2 separate regions of the Pan troglodytes genome follow, and region 2 is linked to region 1. The links are chromatin contacts, called in public HiChIP or PLAC-seq maps. All regions are on one chromosome and are shown on one strand. The core of a region is the stretch at or near the end of the contact, and the rest is flanking DNA. Distances in the headings are between cores, read along the strand shown. Region 1 holds the start of NIM1K (NIM1 serine/threonine protein kinase). Region 2 holds the start of ZNF131 (zinc finger protein 131).

The links. HiChIP or PLAC-seq counts read pairs in DNA pulled down with a chosen protein or histone mark.
Region 2: an H3K4me3 HiChIP or PLAC-seq map of stem cell-derived excitatory neurons shows a contact between it and region 1, with 4 times the contacts expected there. The contact joins the promoter of ZNF131 here to the promoter of NIM1K in region 1.

Annotation. Positions count from the first base shown.
Region 1 is chr4:69,601,252-69,607,911 of NHGRI_mPanTro3-v2.0_pri, reverse strand. It overlaps NIM1K (NIM1 serine/threonine protein kinase), which reads left to right and starts at 3,605. Exons shown (of 4, transcript XM_526936.7): 1 at 3,605-3,939.
Region 2 is chr4:69,672,883-69,679,542 of NHGRI_mPanTro3-v2.0_pri, reverse strand. ZNF131 (zinc finger protein 131) reads left to right here and starts at 3,521. Exons shown (of 7, transcript XM_009449220.5): 1 at 3,521-3,742; 2 at 4,655-4,793; 3 at 5,824-5,925. The coding sequence starts at 4,670.

The sequences.
Region 1 (6,660 bases), core at 2,356-4,855:
GGATCTTGCAGTGAGCCGAGATAGCGCCACTGCACTCCAGCCTGGGTGACAGAGCAAGACTCCGTCTCAAAAAACAAAGACAAACACACACACACACACACACACACACACACACACACACACACAAAACTAGCTTATTTAGTTAAGTTATACTTAAGTCATGTGAACTTCAAAATTGCTTAGGCTTCTTTACTTAATTTATGAGTGCTCTTTTACTTAGAAGCCAATTTTGGTAGATACAACATATAACAATAAGTGTACATACAAATAAACACATCTAAACATGTATATGCACACACAAATGAAGATCCAATAGCTTGGAATCTTAGACATGAGATATCACACCTGTTGTCATGCCTGCAACCCCAGCATTTTGGAAGGCTGAGGCGGGTGGATCACCTGAGGTCAGGAGTTTGAAACCAGCCTGACCAATATGGTGAAACACCATCTCTACTGAAAATACAAAAATTGGGCTGGGCGCGGTGGCTCACGCCTGTAATCCCAGCACTTTGCGGGGCCAAGGCGGGTGGATCACGAGGTCAGGAGATCGAGACCATCCTGCCCAACATGGTGAAACCCCGTCTCCAGTGAAAATACAAAAATTAGGCCTGGTGCGGTGGTTTACACCTGTAATCCCAGCACTTTGGGAGGCCGAGGTGGGCGGATCTCGAGGTCAGGAGATCAAGACCACGGTGAAACCCCGTCTCTACTAAAAATACAAAAAATTAGCCAGGCGTGGTGGCGGGCACCTGTAGTTCCAGCTACTCAGGAGGCTGAGGCAGGAGAATGGCGTGAACCCGGGAGGCGGAGCTTGCAGTGAGCCGAGATCGCGCCACTGCACTCCAGCCTGGGCAACTGAGCAAGACTCAGTCTCAAAAACAAAACAAAACAAAAACAAAAACAAACAAACGAACAAATTAGCTGGGCGTGGTGGCATGCACCTGTAGTCCTAGCTATTCGGGAGGCTGAGATAGGAGAATATCTTGAACCTGGGAGGCAGAAGTTACAGTGAGCCGAGATCACGCCACTGCACTCCAGCCAGGGCGACAGAGTGAGACTCCACGTCAAAAAATATATATATAAATAAATAAAATAAATAAAAATAAAAACAGAGTCACCATGCTAGTTTTAATTCTTTCAGTTTAATTTTTTTTTTTTTTTTTTTTTTTTTTTTTTTTTTTTTTTTTTTTTTTTTTTTTTGGAGACAGAGTCTCGCTCTGTAGCCCAGGCTGGAGTGCAGTGGCGCGATCTCGGCTCACTGCAAGCTCCGCCTCCCGGGTTCACGCCATTCTCCTGCCTCAGCCTCCTGAGTTGCTGGACTACAGGCACCTGCCACCATGCCCGGCTAATTTTTTTTGTATTTTTAGTAGAGACGGGGTTTCACCGTGTTAGCCAGGATGGTCTCCATCTCCTGACCTCGTGATCCGCCCGCCTCGGCCTCCCAAAGTGCTGGGATTACAGGCGTGAGCCACCGCGCCCGGCCTTTCAGTTTAATTTTTATTGGATTTAACAGAAATAAGAAGGAAAGCAGAAAAAGTTGCTAAACCTCAGAAAAAGGTTTTTTTACAAGAAATATTAGTTCTTACAAGTTTCCTATAAAGTTAAGAAAAAAGGGATTTTAATAATACTAGTTGTTGTAAATAAGTGATTCAATTTTAAGCTATCAATTCACCCCTGCTGTGAAAGATACTGAAATCGGCACTCTCAAACCTCTTGATTTAATTATATTTGCATTATCATAAAGTCAGTGTGCAGGTTAGTGCAAGAGAAAATTCATGAACAGAAGGTAGATCTGAAGAAATTACCTAGAATGTAGCACAAAATGTTAAAAATCTAGAGAATCTGAGAAAAGACATGAAATAGAATGAGAAGGTCTGACACACATAGTATAAAATAGAGATTCCTGAAAGAAAGATAAAAGTTGGGAAGGGTTCTGTTATGGACTAAATTTTTGTATCTCCCAATTCATATATTGAAATTTTAACTCCCAATGTGATGGTATTAGCCTAAAGTGTTCAGTAACCTTTTAAGCTACTAGAACCTATCATCGCCTCTGCCTTGTGCATGCTCTTTGGGGTGTGATGGTGAGGATCTATGTCACAGAGAGCTTCTGTCAGATTGGGTGTTTGAGGCTCTTGGTTTCTAGGCAATTTCTCTATGAAATTTTATTCTGTGTATTTGAATTCAAGGGTCTTTTATATCTTTAAAAATATGTAGAGTTTCTCCCTGCATTTTATTGCATTAGAAAGAAAATAGACTGATGGCATGTACTATTTTAAAGATTACTCTTAAAAAAAAAACAAACCTCTTGTCTTTTGAGGAGGGGATGTCTCTTTAAAAACAAATATTCTCGAGAGAACCCTTGTTCTACATAAATAGATGACCACTCTCAGAAGCCAAGGAAGCAGTTGTTTCAGGTTCTTTCAATTTTCTTTCCAATCTCAACCGTCAGTGCATGGAGCTGTCCAAGGTTTTTATTTCTTGCCCTTCCCGTTCCTGACCCCTTTAATCATCACACAAACAGGCAGCAGAGACAAAGTAATGAAGAACACCAACTCTGGAGTCAAACAAACTGGGTTAGAGTCCCAGAGCCAGCATTCAACAGTTGTGTGATCTTGATCAAATCCTATAACCTCTCTGGGCTTCAGTTTCTTCATCTATCAAAACAAGGATGACAGTAACAGTACCTAACCCATAGATTATCATGAGGATTTAATCAGTTACTCTTTGTAAAAGAGTTTATTACAATGCCTGGCAAATAGCAAAAAAGGAATTTTGGGGTTCCCTAGTTTCTACCATAAAAGAATTGTAGACATGGGTTATGTTGCTACTTAACAGTTTTGCTCTTGGAAATATTGCTCTGGCAATCAATACAGGATGGAGAGCAGGAGGAAGTAGAAAGAATGCTCGCAGAACTATGACTTAGGGTGTCTAGTCCTGGCTCTGCCATTAATCAGTTGTGTGACCCTTGCTAAGTTAACTGACACCTCTGAACTCAGTTTTTTTTTTTTCTGTCTCTGTAAAAGGAAGGGCTTAAACTTCAGTAAATAACCGGTATGTTTTATTTAGTATTTTGCGAATCCCATTTCCAACTCTACGTTCAATCCAGTGACAGTATTTCTAGTTTATAAAATAGAAAAATAATCTTTGGCATCTGAGGGTCACAGCCGAGAGTATCTCCCTAGCAGGAGATTAGGGAGCCAGTGACAAAGTGGCACCAGGGGAACCGATGTATGCCAGGAATCCAGGCAGAGGGTGACATTAGCACTTCTTTCCGCAGAACCTAAACCCTGCCCGACTCACCCGGAGGAGCTGTCACGGTGGTTTGCTGGAAACCCCCTTTCTGTTGGGAGGATTACTGGGTCACGGTCTCCCAAGGACATGGAAACCCTTGCTGAAGCGCTGGAACCGCTCGGCACGAGGCGTACGTCGGTGGGAGCTGTGTCAGCCCGCTTTCGGCGGTGTACCTGCTCCCATCCAGACTCTAGAAGGGGTCCTCTTTGCGTCAGGCCCAATTACCCCCCTCCCCGAGCGACTGCACTGGGTGTCCCTGCGCCGCGCGTCCCCTCCCTCTCGCCCCTCCCTCCTGGCTGCCATAGAAACCAGCTTACGAGGTCCAGGCCGGCGTCCGGGTGCACTACAGGCCCCCCGTCCCTCCTTCCCCAGGCCAGCCCCTCGCTCCGGATTGGTCCTTCAGGAAACGCTGTGGGGCGTCTCGGTCCCCGCTGCGGAGCCGGCCTAGGCTGGAGGGCGGGGTTTGCCCTGGGCCGCTGCCGGTCAGGTCGGCCGCCCCTGACAGCTCCGGGAGCCTCAAGCGCGACAGCGGCGCCCTCACCTCGGGACATCCACACACCGACCGCTCCTGCTCCAGAGGCAACCACCCAGCGCGCCTAGCCTGGCGCCGTGCAGCGAAGCCCAAGAGCTGGCCTCGCCACGAAGGTAAGCGAGGGGCTGGGGGACTCGCCGCCAGCACCCCCACCCCGCCACCCTTCCTCTGCTAGGCTGCAGACCTGGGTGGCTGAGGAGGAGGCGCCTCTCCTCCCCGCGACCCAAGGGAGAAAGGAAGCCCTGCCACGGGGTGTCTGCGAAGTGGGGTCAGAAGAAGGTTAGGCGCTTTCTGGGGCGTACCCCCACACCTGCCCAGGCCGATCCGCACGCGAGAGGAGGGGGCATTAGAGCCAGGGCGAGAGCGTGCTCGCGCGTGTGTGCCCGTGTCATGTGTGGTGCCCGTGTCATGTGCGGCGCCCATGTCTATGTGCGCGCGTGTGTGCACCCATGTCTCTGTATGGTGTGGACACTCGTGTCTGCGTGCGCGTCCACACGTGAGCCGAGGAGGGCAGCTTAGCGCCTAGCGTTGCGCACAGCGGGTGCGCTGGACCAGAGCCCTAAGGCACCAGACCAAATCTGGAGAGTTTGTTACAAGGGCAGAGGACCGGCGTGACCTCCCCACGCGCGCCGGCCGGTGCTGCTGGTGGAGGGAACTGACATCTAACGCATGTGGCCCAGGAGAACAAAACCTTCCATTGCACCCCACGCCGCGACGCTCCCCAGCGAAAGGTGCTTCTGTTGGAAGACCGCACGAAGTAAGGAAGAGCCTCTTTTCCTCTTCCTGGATATCCCTCCAGGAATATTAGAAGCTCCAGGACTCCTTGATACGACCAGGAAAAGATCGCAACCGGGTCTTTAAAATATCGATTCCAGCCAGCTTCTGCGTGCTTGACACATCTTGGCAGATGGAGAAGTCAAGGCAATAGGTAACATGGGCAGCAAAGATTCTACTATAGCACTTCTTTCCTTTTCGTTTTTTCCTTCCCTCCTTCCCTCCTTTTCCCTCTTCTCCCTCCCTCCTTTCCTCCTCCTCCTCTCCCCTTCTCTTCTCCTCCTCCCTCCCTTTCTCCCTTTCTCCTCTCTTTTCCCCTTCCCTCGCCTGTTTTAGTCCTCCTGAGTACAGTAGACAAGAGGGCTCTCTGTCTACCCACCCTCCCCCACCCCATTCCTCATCCCGTTTCAAAATAAGAGCGAATGAATCACATTCTAAGCTCTTACCCGTGCAGTTCTGACAAGTTTGGAAGTTACACAAATCGCGTTTGCAATTGAGGCCGCGGGAATCCAAAAGGGAAACAAACGAAACCAGATGAAAAAAAGTGATTCCAAGTCAAGATTTCAAATAGGAATCTAAGGTGAATATTTGTTTATGGTAATAAGATTTTTTTTAATGTTTGAAAAGTATGTATCACACTAGCTTGCATCATCAGTATTCAATGTGATTCACAGAACCGCTTCAAAAGATGGTTTCTGTTAGTGTTGCAACAGCACTTCTAATTCTGGTTGTCATGGTTACTGCAGAAGTCGCCCTGCTCTATTGAGAGGCTGTCTAGTTAGAAGCAGGAACTGTTCTCCAGAGGACCTTCTCTTGTACCCTCGTGTCACCATGGTAATAATTGAGTTTATGAAAATGTACTTACTTTTTCCCTTAAAGTACTAAAATCCCAAGGCATGTTGTTGTTTTTTTTATTTTATTTTTTCAGAGTTTGCAGTCTATGCAACACAGCTTTCCGCTCAAATGAGAGTAAACACTGCCCTCCAGCAAGTTAAATGGCCCCAAATAGTCATGCTGCCCAGCTCTCTTCCCACAGCTCACTGCACGAACAGAGGACAGAGGAGGGTGTTAGATGTTCCAGGAATCCTGGCCTGAGCCCAGATCGCCCTCTCCATTTAGCATTTACATTTGGAAGCCTAATTAGCTTTCTAATTAGGAGATGGGAGAATGTAGGGGGGGATTCCTGCGAGAGGCTAGTGGGGAAAAAGCTGAATCCAACTCCCCATGGACTGGTGTTTGGTGTGCCATTGAATTTGCCTAGTAAACCCTCATGGGTTTATTTTTAGCTGGACCACTGTTAAATGGTAAGCCTGGAAAAACCTTCAGAGAAGCCTCCTTCTGTGTTAGGAAAAAATGTGGATTGGATATTTGGTTTGAGGTGTGTGCTTTTTTTCTAACTACATTTAAAGACAGGTTTATATGAAATCTGAATTCCCCAGTAATAACTACAGATAGGTTATAGAGCCCTTTATATTCTTGGTTTAACCCTAGGTTTTTAGTTGAAAAGGTTTAATTTGGGGCAAGCAGTGGTACCATTTCAAATACTTTTATCAGCAAATGTTGGTTTCTTTAAAGAACCGTCATTCATTACACATCCACGATTTCTGAGCTTCAAATTCTAACATTGATAGCATGTGATTAGACAGCTTGAAGCCCTCAGACTTACAGTTTTGTTTTATTTTCTTTTTGTTTTTAGAGACTGGGTCTCGCCATGTTGCCCAGGCATGTCTCAAACTCCTGGGCTCAAGGGATCTTCCTGCCTCAGCCTCCTGAGGAGCTGGGACTACAGGTGCATGACAGACTTATCATACATTTTTAAAAAAACAAAAGCAAAGATTTTTGTCTTAGTAGGTTAATGTTTTTGTCACATATATAGTTTCATTTTGAGAAACTTAAAAATTAAAATATAACTTTAAATCCAACTTCATTCTTTGAATCTGATCACTGTATTTCTCTAGGGATTAAAGAGTTTTAATTCATTGGTTGATTTTCTTTCACTTGTTGAAAGGACGAACTGTTCATAAAATTTGTTTCATTCTGTATTTTGTCATTTCCTATTG
Region 2 (6,660 bases), core at 2,272-4,771, 72 kb before region 1:
TTTTTTTTTTCCTTGAGATGGCGTTCTGCTCTTGTTGTCCAGGCTGGAGTGCAATGGCGCCATCTCGGCTCACTGCAACCTCCGCCTCCTGGTTTCAAGCGATTCTCCTGCTTCAGCCTCCAGAGTAACTGGGATTACAGGCGCCTGCCACCACACCTGGCTAATTTTGTATTTTTAATAGAGACGGGGTTTCTCCATGTTGGTCAGGCTGGTCTCGAACTCCTGACCTCAGGTGATCCTCGGCCTCCCAAAGTGTTGGGATTATAGGCATGAGCCACTGCACCTGGCCCACACCCTCTCTTTTGAAACACTCTCCTTTCACGGCCTTATTGATGTCATACTCTTCCAGTTTTCCATCTTTCTTCAGCTGCAATACTCAGTCCTTTCAGCTTCTTCCTTTTCTACTCAATCCATAAACATTGATACTTTTTAGATAAAAAGTCCTACACTCTCTTCCATTCTGACCCTATAGACTAGGAGTCCCAAACTCAAATGCCTTCAGGGACTAAGCAAATAAGGAAAATGAATGATAGCTGAGTCTAAAACATTAGAAATTGGTGGGGATTATAGTGAACTGGACAGCTCAAATCCTATGTAGAAAAGGGTTCTCCATTTGGTTAAATTCAATTGCTGTAAAAGAAGAGCGGTCCTATATACTGGAATTTCCAAAAAGCCTATTTTTGTGTCCAATTTCTTCATCTTAAGAAATACCGTGGCCAGGCACGGTGGCTCATGCCTGTAATCCCAGCCCTTTGAGAGGCGGAGGCAGGCGATCACCTGAGGTCAGAAGTTCGAGACCAGGCTGGCCAACATGGCAAAACTCTATCTCTACTACAAATACAAAAAATTAGCCAGGCATGGTGGCGGGCTGTGTGAATAATAACAATTATGATAATATTTAATTTAATTTATGTGTTATTTTATATTTATTTATTTTTTTGAGGCAGAGTCTTGCTCTGTCACCCAGGCTGGAGTGCAGTGGCACGATCTCGGCTCACGCCATTCTTCTGCCTCAGCCTTCCCAGTAGCTGGAACCACAGGTGCCTGCCACCATGCCCGGCTAATTTTTTTGTATTTTTAGTGGAGACGGGGTTTCACCGTGTTAGCAAGGATGGTCTCAATCTCCTGACCTCGTGATCTGTCTGCCTCAGCCACCCAAAGTGCTGGGATTACAGGCGTGAGCCACTGCGCCCAGCTTATTTTTTTTTTTTTTTTGAGACAGAGTCTCGCTCTGTTGCTCAGGCTGGAGTGCAGTCGCACGGTCCCAGCTCACTGCAACCTCCGCCTCCCGAGTAGCTGGGATTACAGGCGCATGCCACCATGCCCGGCTAATTTTTGTATTTTTAGTAAAGACAGGGTTTCACCGTGTTGGTCAGGCTGGTCTCAAACTCCTGACCTCATGATCCACCCACCTCGGCCTCCCAAAGTGCTGGGATTACAGGCATGAGCCACCAGCTGATGATAATATTTTAAAACACCAATTCAATCTACAAGCAGCTAGCCTATCACTCCTGCAGACTCTCTTTAAACAATCCCATCTATTCTTAACACTTCAATATTCCTTTTATGCTGTAAACTTGCAAATCTCTATCTGTACGGTTAGTCTTTTTCCCTAAACTATATGTAGGCCCATATATCCAAGGGCCTCTAACATTATCTCCTTATAATAACACCTCTGGTTCCATCCTCTCTCCCCATCCAGCTCCGCCAGTTGTATTTCCTATTTTGGTAGATGGTGCCAACAATCTACTGGCTCAAGCCAGAAATCCAGGAGCCATCTTTGACTATTCCTTCTCCCTTGTCACCAATATATCCAGCAATATTTATCGAGTATCTATGGCATGCTTTACAGCCAATGTTGGTTCTATCTCTAGATTTTTTTTTTTTTTTTTGAGACAGGGTCTCACTCTGTTGCCTAGGCTGGAGTGAAGTGGCACCATCTTAGCTCACTGCAGCCTCAACCTCCCTGAGCTCAAGCGATCCTCCCACCCCAGTCTTCCAAGTAGCTGAAACAATAGGTGCACACCATCACTAATTTTTTTGTATTTTGTAGAGACGATGTTTCACCATGTCACCCAGGCTGGTCTTGAACACCTGGGTTCCAGCGATCCTCCCCGACTGGGCCTCCCAAAGTGATGGGATTACAGGCCTGAACCACTGCGCCCAGCCTATCTCTAGATTCTGACCAGCTCTCTAATTCCATTTCCCCCCATGGTTTCATCCACATTACTAACAGTCTCCCAGTTGATCTCTATTCCTAGCAGCTTGTCCCATTTAATCTGTTCTCCATATTGGGGCTAGAATTATCTCTTTAAAAAGTAAATCTTAGGATGTCACCATGCGGCAAGGCTTCCCCTTGCAAAAAGAAAATCTGACATCTTCAACACTTTTTATAAGGCACCCTTGTGCGTCTATCCAGCAACATTTTGTTTCAGTTTCCTGAATGCTATAATCTTGGTGCCTTTGCATGTGCTATACTGTTGGCTAAGAACACTTAGACTTCACATCACTTAAAAACATTTTTTGTTTTAATACAGATGGGGTCTCGCTATGTGCCCAGGCTGGCCTCAAACTCCTGGGCTGAACTCCTCCTCCCCAACTCGGCCTCCCAAAGTGCTGGGATTACAAGCGTGAGCCACCGCGCCCGCCCACATCTCTTCTTACAGGTCAACTGGCTTTCCTTGACACCCAGTTACTTGTTCAGGTGTTGCAAAACTCATCAGTAAGCACCGAGGCAATTACTGTTCAAAATATCTATGCAGTCTACTAGACTTAAGATTCAGAAAGGCAGAAACCACATATACCTTGTTCACAGCTGGACTTCTCAGTGTCTAGTACTAGGATTCTCAATACATATCTGTTGAAGTTATGATTACATTATTACCATATAGCTATTTGAGTTCCTCCGTAATCCCAATTCTCAAGTTCTTTGAGAGAAAAAAATAAGTAAATCTCAATTATAGAATTATCCTCAAAATGTATTTATATATAATATTTCTTTGGAGGAATTAAGGAAGCAGTCACATGCAGCTGACTGTGGGTCACTGGACTTTTTTTTTTTTTTTTTTTTTTGAGACGGAGTCTCGCTCTGTCGCCCAGGCTGGAATGCAGTGGCACTACCTCAGCTCACTACAACCTCCACCTCCCCGCTTCAAGCTATTCTCCTGCCTCAGCCTCCCGAATAGCTGGGATTACAGGCGCCCACCACCATTCCCCGCTAATTTTTGTATTTTTAGTAGAGACGGGGTTTCGCCATGTTGCCCAGGCTGGTTTCGAACTCCTGACCTCATGTGATCCACCCGCCCAGGCCTCTCAAAGTGTTGCGATTACAGGCACGAGCCACCGCGCCGGCCTGGACTCTTTAAAGGAGTGGGGAAGGCCTGCACTAACGGGATCCGGTGTAAATAATTCTGAGCAGCTCCCGGTCCTGAGCCCAGCAAGCACGTGCTGCGGCAGGGCGCGGGGAGGGCGCGCTTCGCGGAGGAAGATTCCGGGCGGCCCGAACGTGCTCGCGCCCGTCGCTGCCGCTGCCGGGGCCGCGGCCGCCCGAGTGCCCAACCGAACGCACGTGCGCCAGCGGGGCCCGAGCAGAAGGGGAGCCCCGGCTCTCACGAAGAAAATGGAGGGCGACCCACGGGTTAGGGGTCAGGAACGGCGTGGGGCGCATTATGCCCTGGGAGGGGAAAGCACGGAACAAGAGGCTCTGAGGGACGGAGAGGAAGGAGGGCGACCCACGAGCTAGGTAAGGCGGGCCAACCCAGGTCTCGGAAGGAAGGGGGCGGGGCAGGACGGGGCGGGAGGGGCCGCGCAGTAGCTGGGCTGTGAGGACGGTTGGCGAGTTCATTCCGGGCTCGGGTCGGGAAGTGTCCGCCCCTGGAGTCAAGCTGGGGAGGGTGAGAGGTTGAAGGGCAACGACTTAGGTTCCCAGCTTCTGGCCCTGCCAGGCCCTGCACTAGCCCAAGCCCACCGCTGCCCGGTTTCTTCTCAGAGAGCAAGCTCTCGCCCTTCGTGAGCGCCAAATCCCCGCGCTCGGCCCCGCCCATCCACTGAGGGGTGTGGGTAGGGGCGTGGCCCGTTCCCTTGCTGGTCGGCGCCCGGAAGGCGTCCGCGTCAGCCGGAGCTCGACGCGGTGACGGTGTGCGTCGACGTAAGTGACGCGCAAGCCTGGGCCGCTCCTCCTTCCCTCAGTGAGTGCCGGCCCGGTCGGGGCGGGGGAGAAGAGGGAGGGCGGGGGAGGGAGAGGCGACCCGAGAGTCGTTGTGGGTCGCGGGCCGGACCGGGTCCCGGGGCGGTGGGAGCCCCGGCCGGGCAGAAGGGCTTGGCGGGCCGTTAGAGGACCGCCACGGCTGTCGAGTCCCCTCCCTTGTTGGACTTGCGCGCCCTGGCGCTCGGAACCTCCGGCGCTGTGCCCACCCCGCTCTAGCTCGCGTCTCCCGACTCCAATTAGGTCAGGCTCGGAGTCCCGCGGCCGCGGCTCCGGTCTTAACGCGCCGGGGCCGCTCGGCTCGCCTTTCTTCCCTCGTCTTTCTCTCCTCTTGCTTCACCCTCCCCCCTTCTTTTCACGTTGCTGGGTTTTTTTGTTGTTGTTTTATGCTTTAGGGGTTTTGTTCCTCGGCTCGAGCTCATGGGTGTACATTATCATGCTCTTTTGTAGAGCAGCCCGACGGCCATGGAGGCTGAAGAGACGATGGAATGCCTTCAGGAGTTCCCTGAACATCATAAAATGATCCTCGACCGATTGAATGAACAGCGAGAGCAGGACCGGTTTACTGACATCACCCTAATTGTCGACGGTGGGTAGGGCAGTGGGCAGAGGAGCGAATTTTTGGCTTCAGTTTTTTTCTGTCCTTCGGACACCCGCCTTTTTTTTTTTTTTTTTTTTTTTTAAACCCATCCTCTATGGTCTCCCTACCAAAGTCTGCAGAGTGCGTGCACTGGGACCAGATTGCACTTGTCAGTGTCTACTCACACAGCGTGCTGCAGAAGGCTGGTTGGTCAGTCATGCCTTCCACGTAGTCTGGTGTTCATCTCATTTTAACTTCTTACATCCTGTTGAGTGCAAGATGATGTCGTTGGGGACAGATTGTCTCAAAATGTTTGGTTGATAGCCTCTTGTTGGTAAGCTTTGAGAAGTCCCTTAGAGGAGTCATTTGGGAAGTGTTGATTTTTTTTCTAGTTTCCCAAATGGTCTTGAAGGGAGAATGAGAGAGATTCCTTTGCAGCACTCATACCCCCTTTGAGAATCTCCAAAATAAAATGGGGTCTTTACCAGGCTTAGGAGTTGCCTCTATAATGGAAGGAAATCCAGCGTGGGTATGTTTTCTGTTTAGCGAAAATAGGTTTCTCAAGGTAACCTGTTTTTAAAATTATGGGTCTACCATAGATGGAGCTTCCAAATATTAGGCATATTAAAATGTTTTTCATAGCAGACATATGTAGCTTTGTGCTTATGGTTTTTTTCTCTCTTTCCAAATGATATGTGACCTTTTGGGTTGTCCTTTTATTTAGCAGTTTCAACTGAGTTGGATATGCTTCTCACTACTTAATTGGAAACAACAAAGTGTCAAGAGGCTCCTTACCTAGTGTTGTAAATTAGCCTTTATAAAACTAAAGGGGTTTGAAGTGAAGATTTAGCTTTATATCTAATTGAGATTAACATTTGCCAAGATAGCTGCCAAGAATATTCTGCATTTAGTTCAATAATTTCTGTAGTTATGTAATGAAGGAAGACCTATTTTGCTTTATATGATTTTTAAGTCTATTTTGTAGTTATACATTTGATTTTCGTGCTTGTGTATGATTTTCTTTTTTTATTTTACCTAGGACACCATTTTAAGGCTCACAAGGCTGTTTTGGCTGCTTGTAGTAAGTTCTTCTACAAATTCTTTCAGGAGTTTACCCAAGAACCGTTGGTGGAGATAGAAGGTAAATGATTCTTGTTGTTGTTTTATTTAATAAATCAAAGAAGCCATTTTATTTAAATGCTTGTTTTAAATACAATACTTAGCAAACAATTGGTGAAGCAGTTTTAGACAGTTTATCAAGACACCATAGGAAATAGGCATCAGTAGTTCCTGTAGGTAAAGGTAGATAAATTGTTCTTTTGATACCTGAGAAGTCTTACTTTCAGTGAAGTGCTTGGTTGAATGATGTGCCAGGAAAAACTTAGATGGTAGATGTTGGTCTTTTCCATTGTGGAAACTGGTGGTCATTGTTTTTTGAAAACAAGTATTAAACGTGAATTACTATCTTTGTTCAGTGGGCTTATGTTTCAGACTGCTGGAGATGCTGCAGGTTACAGTAGAAGCTTTTACTGTACTCTATAGCAGAAGTAGTGATGTATTAGCAGAGGTACAGATGACATGCAGTGTGAAGTGGGCTGCCATAATAGGGGGAAAGCTAGGAAAAATGAACTGAAGTAGCATTTAGAGGAAATTCTGGCTCTACAATGGGATGGATCAATACCTGTTACCTTGAAGCAAAAAGTGATTTTTGTACTTTCTAGACATTTTTCTAATAATAACCTGTCAAGTGCCAGGCGTTGTGATATGTGGTTTTGTGTATTGTCTGAGGCTCACAGCAATCGTTTGATGTTGGGCAGGATGGCTTGTGCTTGTAGTCCCAGCTACTTGGGAGGCTGAGGCAGGAGGATTGCTTGAG